Regions from separate parts of the Mus musculus genome. Here region 1 is linked to region 2. The links are chromatin contacts, called in public HiChIP or PLAC-seq maps. All regions are on one chromosome and are shown on one strand. Each heading gives the region's core, a stretch centred on a gene start, on an enhancer-like site or on the middle of the called end of the contact. The rest is flanking DNA. Distances are from core to core; before and after follow the strand shown. Region 1 overlaps Abcc5 (ATP-binding cassette, sub-family C (CFTR/MRP), member 5). Region 2 holds the start of Cyp2ab1 (cytochrome P450, family 2, subfamily ab, polypeptide 1).

Region 1 (5,728 bases), core at 1,804-4,303, 43 kb before region 2:
ACCAGTAGGCTTATTGCCTGGTCCTGGCAGTGTTTGCAGAGAATTCTACACAAGTTCCAGGCGGCAGTTTTCTTTCTTGGACTTCTTACCAGATTGGGGTCTGAGAGACTGTTTGTATGATATAGGCATTTTCATGGCTGTGAGTCTGAAGCATACATCACCTTTGAAATCAGAAGAAAATGCAGTTTGTTTAATGATCTCTTTACTGAATCACCTCCTTACCTTATAACTGGAATTTTTAGGATTAAAGCCTGGGTTCTATAGCACCAATAAATGGTTCAGCCAACAGTCCTGAGTTTACCAGGTAATGATGAAAATCAAGAGAGAACATTTATTCAATGTGACTGCCTTTGGAAGGGGTACGGATAACGGGGTCCAGTGACCCCAAGTTCACTTGTAGTGGCCTGACATGAGCTTTAGGATTAAATAGAGGAATACCTGGGCACATGGTTTGCACAATAAAGCAATTCTAGTCAGAGTGCTTCTTGCCCGTCCTGGTTCTCAGGTGATCTGCCTGTTTTTACAAGATGGTCCAGGGTACAACCCTGCTTGTTGGATAATTACTGTCCTGGGTGGGAACTACCTGCCTCCTTGTGAGGTTTGTGACTTATGTTATGTATGGGTCTGGGGTTGTTCAGAGATTCACCAGTCTGACCAAGAATAATTTTAACAAAGAGGCTTTTTATTTAGATACTAGCCTGCTGGGACTATAGCATCCAGCGCTGGGATTCCCAGGGTGCAGCATCAAGTCACAAGAAATCAGAGGGCTGGAGAGATGGCTCAGTGGTTAAGAGCACTGACTGCTCTTCCAGAGATCCAGAGTTCAATTCCCCGCAACCACATGGTGGCTCACAACCATTTGTAATGGGACCCAATGCCCTCTTCTGGTGTGTCTGAAGACAGCTACAGTGTACTCATTTACATAAACAAAGAAATAAATAATTTAAAGAAAAAAGAAAAGAAAGTTAGTTATACAGGCAAAGAAAGTTACATTGCATTTATGTGCAGGCACACATCCTGCAAGTGAAAGGCCACATTCTGTTTAAGTTTAAGCACACACTTTTGCAGAAGCCAGGTTAACCTTCTGCATAACAATTTTGTTAGAAAGATAAGAATAGCCCTTAACATTCTAGGAAGCTTCCTCCCTTTGGCCCAGTGTAGCTTTTAGGTTAGAGCTGAGTGATAAAGAGAAAAGGCAAGGAAAGGACCTGACTGCTTCTGGGTGTGCTGTAGGAGCAAGTTTATTATAGATAAAAAAGAGACCGCCAGAGGCAGACATGTCTGAGAGAGTCCAGAGTGGTCGTGACTCTGAACCAAGTGAGAGGGAATGAGGAGAGGGACAGGAGAGGGAAGAGAGGGGAGCCAGGAGCACCCAGGAGGCCGAAGCTACAAAAGGGGTGAATAACAAAAATGCCTGGATTAGACTGGGAAGAACCTCTGGGGGATGGGCAGCCTCACTCCTGGGCTTGAGAGTTCAGGGTCGAGAGTGGGGTGTGCCATCTGTACCCTGTAACAGGTAAGGGACTGAGGGGTACAGAACTTGGAGGCCAGGTCTGCTTTGATGTATTAAATAGGCACCTCAGCCACTTCCCTGGGTTTGAAAACTTACCAAGAGGTAATTTTGTTTTATAGACTTCTTAAGCACAGTGATTGAAACGTAAAACATCATATTAGCTATTGCATGAAGGTTTAGGAAAGTGGCCTACTGTTTCGCTGGCCTGGCCTGCAAACTATGACACTGTCCTCAGTGAGGTCCCTGTGAGACCTCATCTTGTAGATGGTGCTGAAAAAATGTTCAGTGAATGAATGTTTTTGATGGAGAGGAGGCAGTTCTAATCTAGTGTCCTTTGAGGCTAAAGGTTGTTATTCTGCTGCTGTATACATACATGCCTTAGCGTGAGAGGAACAGTCCTATAAAGAGGAAATTCCCTAGACAGGTCAAAGCAATAGAGTTCATCTGGGAAAAACAGATTCACCGTTGGACAGTACCAGACCCAGGTTCTGAAACTTGTGCCAACAATGTGCAGTTGTTCAGAGTAGAGTACAGTGTATGTAACTGGCTCTAACTTACCCAGTTCCTCACTGTCTGGCTTATGCATGTCTTCCCACTGCCCACCAAAGCTGGAGTCTGTGACTAAACTCAGTGTTAAATGGGTCTTTGGGCAGAGTGTAGTGCTTCAGTCACATCCACAGCTTCCCGCAAAGTTTTCTGGCATATTATTCCCGTCTAAGGTCATGTATCTTTTCCTCTTTCCCAGGGCAGCTTGTGCAGGTGGAGGAGAAAGGGCAAGGTTCTGTGCCTTGGTCAGTCTACTGGGTCTACATCCAGGCTGCAGGGGGCCCCTTGGCTTTCCTGGTCATCATGGTCCTCTTCATGCTGAATGTGGGCAGCACTGCCTTCAGCACCTGGTGGCTTAGCTACTGGATCAAGCAAGGAAGCGGGGTGAGATTACACATTGCTGAGAGTTATGTGTCTGATAATGTGGCCTTGCCTCCCTAGTCCCTGACTGTTTTAGAGAAACTCCTAAAAAGAACCCTTAGAAACATCATGGGATACCCTAGTAATGTGCGTAACTTTGTTCTGTGTATCAGTTAAAAGATAATTTAAGGAGAAAAAGCAGTGGACAAAGATGTTCTCAGGTTGGGGAATGGATAAATAATATAGTCTCACAGAACAGAAAAAAAGTCCCCGGGCAACTCTGGGGCTATAGAGCTAGTCAGTAATTAGTGCAGTAGCCAGCTCCTTGTGTCCACCCACTAGAGAAAGAAGTGCCCAGCAAGACTGCCTTGCGTTTGCCATGAGCAGTCCCCTGGTCATTCTCTGTGTCTCTCTCCTTGAGCTGAAAGTGACCTAGTTGTCTCAGGAATCTTACTCCATGGTAACTTACATCCAAACAGAACAGCACAGTGTATCAAGGGAACAGAAGCTTCGTGAGTGACAGCATGAAGGACAACCCCTTCATGCAGTACTACGCCAGCATCTACGCCCTCTCCATGGCAGTCATGCTGATCTTGAAAGCCATTCGAGGAGTTGTCTTCGTCAAGGTATCACCGTGGGTGGGCTGTGGTGCACGCCCTTCCCCAGGTCACAGGAGAGGCTTGGTGTGGCAGATGTGTACAGTAGGGTGGCCCCACTGAAGAATGTGGACCCTGTTAGTCACCGTGACTTCTGACTACTTGTACTTTCCCAGCGTTGGGAATGGATGTCCTGCACAGTGGTCACCTACAGGAGTAGGAAGCAAGCCTTCCTTGGGTACCCGGGTCTCTGGGCCTGATTATTGTGTCTCTGTTCCCCAGGGCACACTGAGAGCCTCCTCCCGGCTCCATGATGAGCTATTCCGAAGGATCCTTAGGAGCCCCATGAAGTTTTTTGATACTACCCCAACAGGAAGGATTCTCAACAGGTTTTCCAAAGACATGGATGAAGGTATCTCTCACTGGTCCTGTCTTACACTCTGGAGTACAACCAGTGCTCGCTGCCTCTGGCCTTTCTGGGTGCCAAACCCCTCAACCCCTCTCTTATCCCCCTAACTGCCCAGTACAAAGAGAGTATGCAGCTTTGTCTCTCCTAAGACAGAGAACAGAGTCTGGCCTTTGCAGCAGTGTTGTGGATATATTTAATCTTAATCAGAGGCTTCTACCTGCCTTTGATCATTCAGTTCCCAGATAAAAGACACACAACTTTATTATTATTTAAGCCTTTATAGCACTCATGCTGGGCAGGCATCTACCCACCTATACTATTAGAATCATTCCTATTGATAACCCCAAGTTATTACTTACTATGTTCCGTCTGGGCTCCTCTTAACTCCAATAGGCAGCCCTCATGGCCATGACGTTAAGACTTTTACCCCATGGTGTCTTCTCTCTCCTCTCTTTCCTTGCAGTCTCATCTGACCCCAAGCCCAGGATCCCCAAACCTGGCTTATGTTTCTTCTGTTCAATTATTGGCTGTTGGCATCTTTAACCAGTAATTTTAAATCAAGGAGCAAGGTCACATTGTATGTGTGATTCTCTCATTCCTCAAGGGTCCCAAGCAACCAGGCTTTGGGGGCCAGTACTTATCATTACAATATGTATCAAAACACATCAGCAGTATTTTGCCTGAGTTCTCTTTCTGCCAATCTAACTTGAACACAAGGACAGAGAGTTGAGCGAGCAGAGGGGCTTTGGAAGGGATATCTGCAGTCCCAGAGCACAGCTTCTGGTGGGCTTCTTGTGTGCAGCACTGTCTGTGCCAGCACCAGAACTCATTGCATCTGGCAGTGAACAGCACTGGGTGCTTTATGTACCTGCCCTAATTCACACAACAGCTCTGTGAGGCATCTGTTGTTTCACCCATCCAGTACAGAAGAAGGTTATATCCAGAAAGATTAAGTAGTTTGCCCAAGATCATACAGCTATTGGGTGACCAGGTTGGGAATTGGGCTCAGATTTGTTCCCTCAAAGTTAGTTTTATCTATTTCCTGCACAGTGGTCAACCTCAGGAGGAGCTTGTTTGAGGGGTCAGTAAGCCAGTGGAAGGCTATGGCCCGAGGTAAAAGGAACCAGGAGCAGGCTCGGTACCAGAACTGGTGCATAACATGTTCCAACTTCTGGACACATGTTAGGCTCATTGTGCACATTTGCACAGACACATGCATCTCAGACATGCAAACACACATATGCACATATACACACATGTACATGCATGCACATACAGAGACACAAGACACATACTCTCAAACATGCATACCTGTACACACAGAGGCACAGAACACACATGCATGTACATACAGATACACACACAAACACACACACACACACACACACACACACACACACACACACACACAAAGATAAAAGAGCTAGACCTGTTGGTTCAGTCCTTGCACTGGAGTCTGAGGTGGAAGGATTGTGGTTTTCATGAAGATACCTTCGCCCAAAGAAGGGGGTGGAGGGAAAGAGCTAAAAAGAGGAGATGCTACTGTTGAAGGTTCTGTAGTCTTTAATGATTACGTATTTTTCAGTTTTTCCTGTGGTGGTAAGAAGATAGATTATCTTTGTTTTCCCCAAGTATGTTATTATGTTGACATATAATACTTTATAGTGGAGAACTGTTTAGCAAGAGTAGGAGAAACTGACCCAAAAAGAGAAGGTGGAAGAGGAAGACCACTCACAGGAAAGTGAGAGCAATTGGGTTTGTTTTTCCTTCATAAAATGTTGACGTTAATATACAGACCTCAGGAGTTTCATAAAGTTTTCAAAAAACAAAAACAGAGCCGGGCATGGTGGCACACACCTTTAATCCCAGCACTCAGGAGGCAGAGGCAGGCAGATTTCTAAGTTCGAGGCCAGCCTGGTCTACAAAGTGAGTTCCAGGACAGCCAGAGCTATACAGAGAAACCCTGCCTCGAGAAAAACAACAACAAAAAAAACAAAAACCCAAAAGCCTATTAAGCTCCATTTTTCTTGTTTGTGGGATCCAAGAGTCTGAAACTTGTTCTCTTGTGGTCTGTGCAGTGGATGTGCGGCTGCCGTTCCAGGCTGAGATGTTTATTCAGAATGTAATCCTGGTGTTCTTCTGTGTTGGAATGATTGCTGGAGTCTTCCCATGGTTCCTCGTGGCGGTGGGGCCTCTCCTCATCCTCTTCTCACTTCTCCACATTGTCTCCAGGTAAGTAGGGTGTGTTCAGGGAGAGAGGGGGCCATGGCTGCTGTCTTCCTGCTGTGACTCAGAACCCATTCT
Region 2 (5,962 bases), core at 1,335-3,834:
AGGTATTCAGAGAAAACTAAGCAGAGAAATGCTGTAGTTAAATGACGACATAATGAAATGGTCCTAGTAGATATTTGCAGAACATTTCACCCAAACTAAAGAATATACCTTCTCAGCAGTTTATGGAACTTTCTCCAAAATTGACCACATATTCAGGCACAAAGCAAGTCTCAATGGATACAAGAAAATTCAAATAACATCATGCATTTTATCTGAATACCACAATTAAAGCTGAATATCAACAACAGAAAGCAAACACACTCATGGAAACTGAACAGTGTACTACTGAGTGAAAAATTGGTCAAGACAGAAATTAAGAAATTTTAAAAGTTTAAGAATTGGATTACCAGGCGTGGTGGCACACGCCTTTAATCCCAGCACTCTGGAGTTAGAGGCAGGTGGATTTCTGAGTTCGAGGCCAGCCTGGTCTACAGAGTGAGTTCCAGGACAGCCAGGGCTACACAGAGAAACCCTGCCTCGAAAAAACAAACAAACAAAAGAATTGGATGAAAATTAAAATACAACATAACCGCCGGGCACTGGTGGCACACACCTTTAATCCCAGCACTCAGGAGGCAGAGGCAGGTGGATTTCTGAGTTTGAGGCCAGCCTGGTCTACAGAGTGAGTTCCAGGACAGCCAGGGCTATACAGAGAAACTCTGTCTCAAAAAACAGAACAAAACAAAACAAAAAACACAACATAACCAAACCTATGGGACTCAATGTAAGCACTAAGTGCTGAGAGAGAGAGAGAGAGATTATATCAGCAACTCAATAGGACACCTGAAGGCTTTAGAACACAAATCACACCCAAAGGAAGTAATCAAGCTTGGCTGAAGAAAAAACAAAAATAATACAAAGAATCAATGAAAGGAAGAATTGGTCCCTTGAGAAAGTAAGATTGATACACCTTTACCCAAATTTACTAAACGATGGAGAGAGAAGATCCAAATTAATACAATTAGAAATAAAAACAGGGACATAACAGACAATGAAGGAATCCATATAACCATAAAGGCATACTTTAAAAATATGTATTCCATCAAATTGGAAAACCTGAAAGAAATGGATAAAATTTTTGATGTATACCACCTACCAATGTTATACCAATATTAAATCACTATTACATAAGCAATTTGAACAGACTGATAACTCCTAGTGAAACAGAAGCAGTACTTAAAAGTCCCTCCACCAAAAACCACCCAGGTGCAGATAGACTTAGCACAGAATTCTACCAGACATTCAAAGAATAATTAAGGGCAACAGTCTTCAAAGTATTCTACAAAATAGAAGCAGGAGCTTTGGCTAATTCATTTTATGAGACCACAGTTATCCTGATACTGCACAAAGACCCAACAAAGAAAAAAAAAAATACAGGCCAAATTCCTTTGTGAACATAGATGCAAATCTTCTCAATAAAATACTTGCAAACTGAATATAAGAACACATGCAAAAAAAAAATCCACCATGATCAAATAGGCTTCATTCTAGAGAATGGTTCTACATAAACTGTAAAATGTAATCCACCACATAAACAGACTGAAAGACATGAACCACAGGTGCATCTCATTAGATGAAGAGAAGGCCTGGAGAGACTGGGGCTACAAGGGATACACCTCAACATGATAAAGGCACTTTACAGCAAGCCCACAGGCAATATTAACCCCAGCAAAGAGAAACTCAAAGCAATTACACTAAAACCAGGAACAACACAAGGATGGCCACTCTCTCCATCCCCGGTCAATATAATGCTTGAAGTCTTAGCTAGAGCAGTAAGACAACTGAAGGAGATCAAAGGGATACAGACAGGAAGGGAAGAAGCCAATGTATCTTTTATGTTTATACATAAATGACACTAAAATCTATACCAATAAACTTTGACTGCTCATAACCACTTTCAGCAAAGTAGCAGGATACAAAATTAACACCAAAAATCAGTAGTTTTCCTATATACAAATGACAAATCAGGGAAATACCACCTTCCACAATAACCTCATTGTGTGTGTGTGTGTGTGTGTGTGTGTGTGTGTGTGTGTGTGTGTGTGTGTGTGTTGGGGTAACTCTAGTCAAACAAGAACAACATTAGGGAAGGTCACCCCAACACAAGCAAATGACTTGCATTATAAAATTTTTAAGACATTGAAGAAGATACCAGAAAATGGAAAGATCTCCCATGCTCATGGATCAGATCAGAAAAAAAATGGCATCCTACCAACAGCAATTCAGTGCAATTCCCATCAAAAGTCCAACACAATCCTTTACAGAAATTGAAAGGACAATTTTCACCTCAGTGCTCAGAGAACTCTATGGAAGAGGTGGCAGAACGATTGTAAGAGCCAATAAGGATAAAGGACACCAAAGAAACGATGTCTTCTAGATATAATAGGACAGATGGACTTACAGAGCCTAGCAGCATGCACAGGGCGTGTCCTGAAACCCAGGCAGAGTTCCAGTCCTGAAAAGGGAAGTGAGCATAAACCCAGAGGCCAATTGTCACTTGTTTACAAAGGAATAATGAATTTTCTCGAACAGTATATCAAGGGTTATACAAACCACACCTAAAGGCAGGCACCATGCCCAGCAGTAGATGACCAAAACAAAACAAAGTCAGTGGTATTTTTGGAGAGTTTTTGTCTGGATAGTACTAGAGAACAAAGGTACGAAATGCTTTGTCTGGAGCTACCTACCTTCCTTTCTTCTTCCCTCCCTCCCTCTCCCTCCCTCCCTCTTCCTCCCTCTTTCTCTTCCTTTCTTACTTTTTAACCTTAGAGATCTTATATTATGTTTTCTGATTTTGTGTTTTTATGGGATTTGTGTGTGTGTGTGTGTGTCTGTATGTGTTTCTTGTTATTTTTCTTTGGCTATTTTCCCCCATTTGCCTATTTTGTCCTGTTCTAGGTTTGCTGTTGTTTTTTATTTGTTGAGGAAGAAAGGATGTGGAGTTGGGTGGCTGTGGAGATGGGGAGGATCTGGGAGGAGCTGAAGAAGGGGGACTCCATGATCAGAATACACTGTATGAAAAAACATGTTTTTTAATAAAAATTAAAAGTATAAAAATTATATATATATTACAGTTTTGAAAATTTGAGGACTTGCCTCTATGGCTTAAAATTTAAAAATTCAATGTTTCAGTAAGTTGCAGGGGTGCCTCCCTCTAGAACCAGCACTTGGGAGTCTGAGGCAAGAGCATCGCAAGCTCCATGCCAGAGTGAGCTACATAGAGCCTGTCTCAAGGGAGGGAAATCAAAACTGTCACCTCTCTGTCTCTTTCTCTCTGTCTCTCTCTGTCTCCTCGCCCCCGCTTCGTGTTACGCGGTGCAGGTGTAGCTCTTCTCTGCTGTTACAGAAGAGCTGCTGGGCAGCACTGTCAAACCAAAACCACTGCCTCTATGCACTGTGTTCATTTTCCAGAGAGGGACGCAACAGCAGAGGGGACATCTACACCAATCTCCCTGCTGCCCTTGCTGCTACAGTTTACACCAACTTTCTTCTGATTTGTTCTCTCATCTCTCAGTTCCCCTCCTACATTGCTTCTTTTGCTTCATGCCACAAAAGAAAGTACTCTCCTGGCTACTAAATATGTCCTTTTTCTCTCCCTTTTCTCTCCGGGAACTGGACAAGGGCCCTTAGATGTGACTGGCTTCTCTTAGCACTGTTCCTCACTAGCTGCCAAGGGACCCCACTAGGCATGTCTCACATACCAGGCACCTCAACAGCAGTCTTTGGTTTATAGTGCCACTGCCCTCATCTTCATGGCTAGCCGCCCTAGCTCACCTCCAACTCTCCTGTCCCTTGTTTCAGAAGGAAGGGTGTGGGTGGTGTGTGTATGTGTTACTAACTCGTGCGTGCCAGTTGCATCACTGAGCTAACCCACAGCACCCCTCTCCAGATTCAGTCACTTGCACTCCTTCCCTCACCCCGCCCTGAAAAGGAAGGCCCCTCCTTTCCTTTTCCATTACTGTTACAGTCTCAGTGTCCTGAACCGTCAGATAAACTGGAAAAAAAAAGTGAGAAAATAAGAAAGTAGCTACTGACCAGTCAGTATGCCCAGTTGGATTTTGTTGGTTAATGAAGTGGTTTTTCCTCCTCCTCCTCCTCCTCCTCCTCCTCCTCTTCCTCCTCCTCCTCCTCTTCCTCCTCCTCCTCCTCCTCCTCCTCCTCTTCCTCCTCCTCCTCCTCCTCCTCCTCCTCCTCCTCCTCCTCCTCCTCCTTTGCTTGTTTGTTTTCCTGTTTTTGAGGCAGGGCTCCTCTGTGTAGTCTTGGCTGGCCAGGAGTCTGCTAGGTAGACCAGGCTGACGTTGAACTCATAGAGACTGGCCCAGTATCATCCAGATAGACCTATGGACACATATTACTTAGGGTGAATATACTAATTTTGTTTAGAACAGTTGGTTTCAAGGTTTGGGGATGGGTTCTGGCCCATCTTAGTGGCCTTGACAGGATCAAGCAGGCATGCCCTGGAGCAATTCTGATGGTGCTGAGAAGCAGTGTGCTTTGTGCCTACCCTGACACCATCTCACAGTGCTTCCTCCAGTCCTCGGGACCCTCAGCTGCCTAACTCCCCATTCCACTGCCCTCTTCTCTCACAGCTTCCTGGCACTTGGGCTTTAGTATGTTCTCCTCCCCACTCCCAAAAACATTTATTGAACATCCAGTAAGTGCCAGGTACTGTTTGGCACTGAGATAGAAATATCTCTGTGCCCATTCCTCCATAAACAAGTGGAGAATACAGGGCTGGGGCAGTCAGTCATGCCTTCTGGTATACCATTCATACTTAGCTAGGCAAAGCAATGTTTTGCTAAAAGAAATGACACCGTGGGACGATGTACACCATCCCCTATTCCTACAAGATCACATCCTGCCCTGAGAACATGCCACCAGAACCATGTTGTTACAGGATGTCATCAGTGCTTTGCCCCTGCGCCTGTAGTAGGCTCTGCTGATGTTGTGTCTAGCACGTGGTGATCCAGTCCATTTTCAGAGTCTGATTCTAGGTAAAGTCTCGGCTCCCCAAGCTGAGTTCAGGAGCTCTGCAACGCGCCATGTGTTTCACGTCGTGTGGTTGTCTCAGCTTGTTTCCCTTATCCTTGGTAAGATTTTTAATCTTTCCTTTTGGTTATCTTGAGTATATTTAATATTTGAAAACCTGCCTACAGTACAGACATTATGATTGGATGAATAACTCTAGAACTCTGGAGCATGTGCCCCCTCTCTCTCCTTTCCCTTCAGCTGTTGAGGCTCAAGCTGTAATCCTCCATATCCACTGTTATCTAGAGGCCTGGAAAAGGTTCTTGATTGATTCTGTAGGTCTCCACCAGGGACCCTCTACCTTCCTGGCACTAGGAGAAGAATTATGGATGTAGTTACTCACAGGAGACAGGCAGCAGCCTATTCTTCTATGGCTGCATTAGAACTCCACAGGCATGGCAAGCTTTGGGGTCCTCTATGTCTCCCTTCACCTTTAGGTGTTTCCTTTTCCAGTGTTGGTTCAGAGCCTCCACTGCCCCACCTGGAGGCAACTATGAAAAGAACACTGAATTGGATACAGACACTGAATTACAGTCTTCCCACCTCTTGCAAGTGACTTTACCTCACCAAGTGTAAATAGAAGTGAATCATACGAGCCGGGCGTGGTGGCACATGCCTTTAATCTCACCACTCGGGAGGCAGAGGCAGGCAGATTTCTGAGTTCAAGGCCAGCCTGGTCTACAAAGTGAGTTCCAGGAGAGCCAGGGCTATACAGAGAAACCCTGTCTCGAAAAACCAAAACAAACAAACAAAAGAAGTGAAACATACTTCCCAGTACTTCATGAAGCAGTTTAGAAATATGTGTGCATGCCTCAAAAAGGGCATATTGTATTACCACAGTTTTTAGAGTAATAATGGCATGGGAGGTGGTCTGTATTTTGTCCATTCTTTTTCCAGAATTCTAAAAAGAAATGCCCCCATGGCCTAGGTTGCA

What was found. HiChIP or PLAC-seq counts read pairs in DNA pulled down with a chosen protein or histone mark.
Region 1: an H3K27ac HiChIP or PLAC-seq map of embryonic stem cells shows a contact between it and region 2, with 11 read pairs. The contact joins the enhancer-like site here to the promoter of Cyp2ab1 in region 2. A contact is called at or near these places in 5 of 39 promoter capture datasets (embryonic stem cells, epiblast stem cells, frontonasal cranial neural crest and 1 more), 5 of 484 Hi-C or Micro-C datasets (brown adipocytes, embryonic stem cells, macrophages and 2 more), 5 of 115 datasets of contacts at active chromatin or transcription factors (acute myeloid leukemia, double positive thymocytes, embryonic stem cells and 1 more) and 3 of 9 other capture datasets (adipose tissue, liver and pancreatic islet).

The regions. Positions count from the first base shown.
Region 1 is chr16:20,365,741-20,371,468 of GRCm38.p6, reverse strand. It overlaps Abcc5 (ATP-binding cassette, sub-family C (CFTR/MRP), member 5), which reads left to right. Exons shown (of 30, transcript NM_013790.2): 18 at 2,259-2,443; 19 at 2,899-3,045; 20 at 3,298-3,427; 21 at 5,503-5,656. Among named protein-coding and RNA genes, the nearest start is that of Cyp2ab1, 43 kb to the right of the region's middle. Within about 2 kb of position 3,053, at least 8 of the 459 cell types and tissues checked have an H3K27ac peak or open chromatin away from gene starts, as enhancers often do. A contact at or near this core is called in embryonic stem cells, where this site is marked.
Region 2 is chr16:20,322,026-20,327,987 of GRCm38.p6, reverse strand. Cyp2ab1 (cytochrome P450, family 2, subfamily ab, polypeptide 1) reads left to right here and starts at 2,584. Exons shown (of 9, transcript NM_183158.3): 1 at 2,584-2,657; 2 at 4,982-5,090.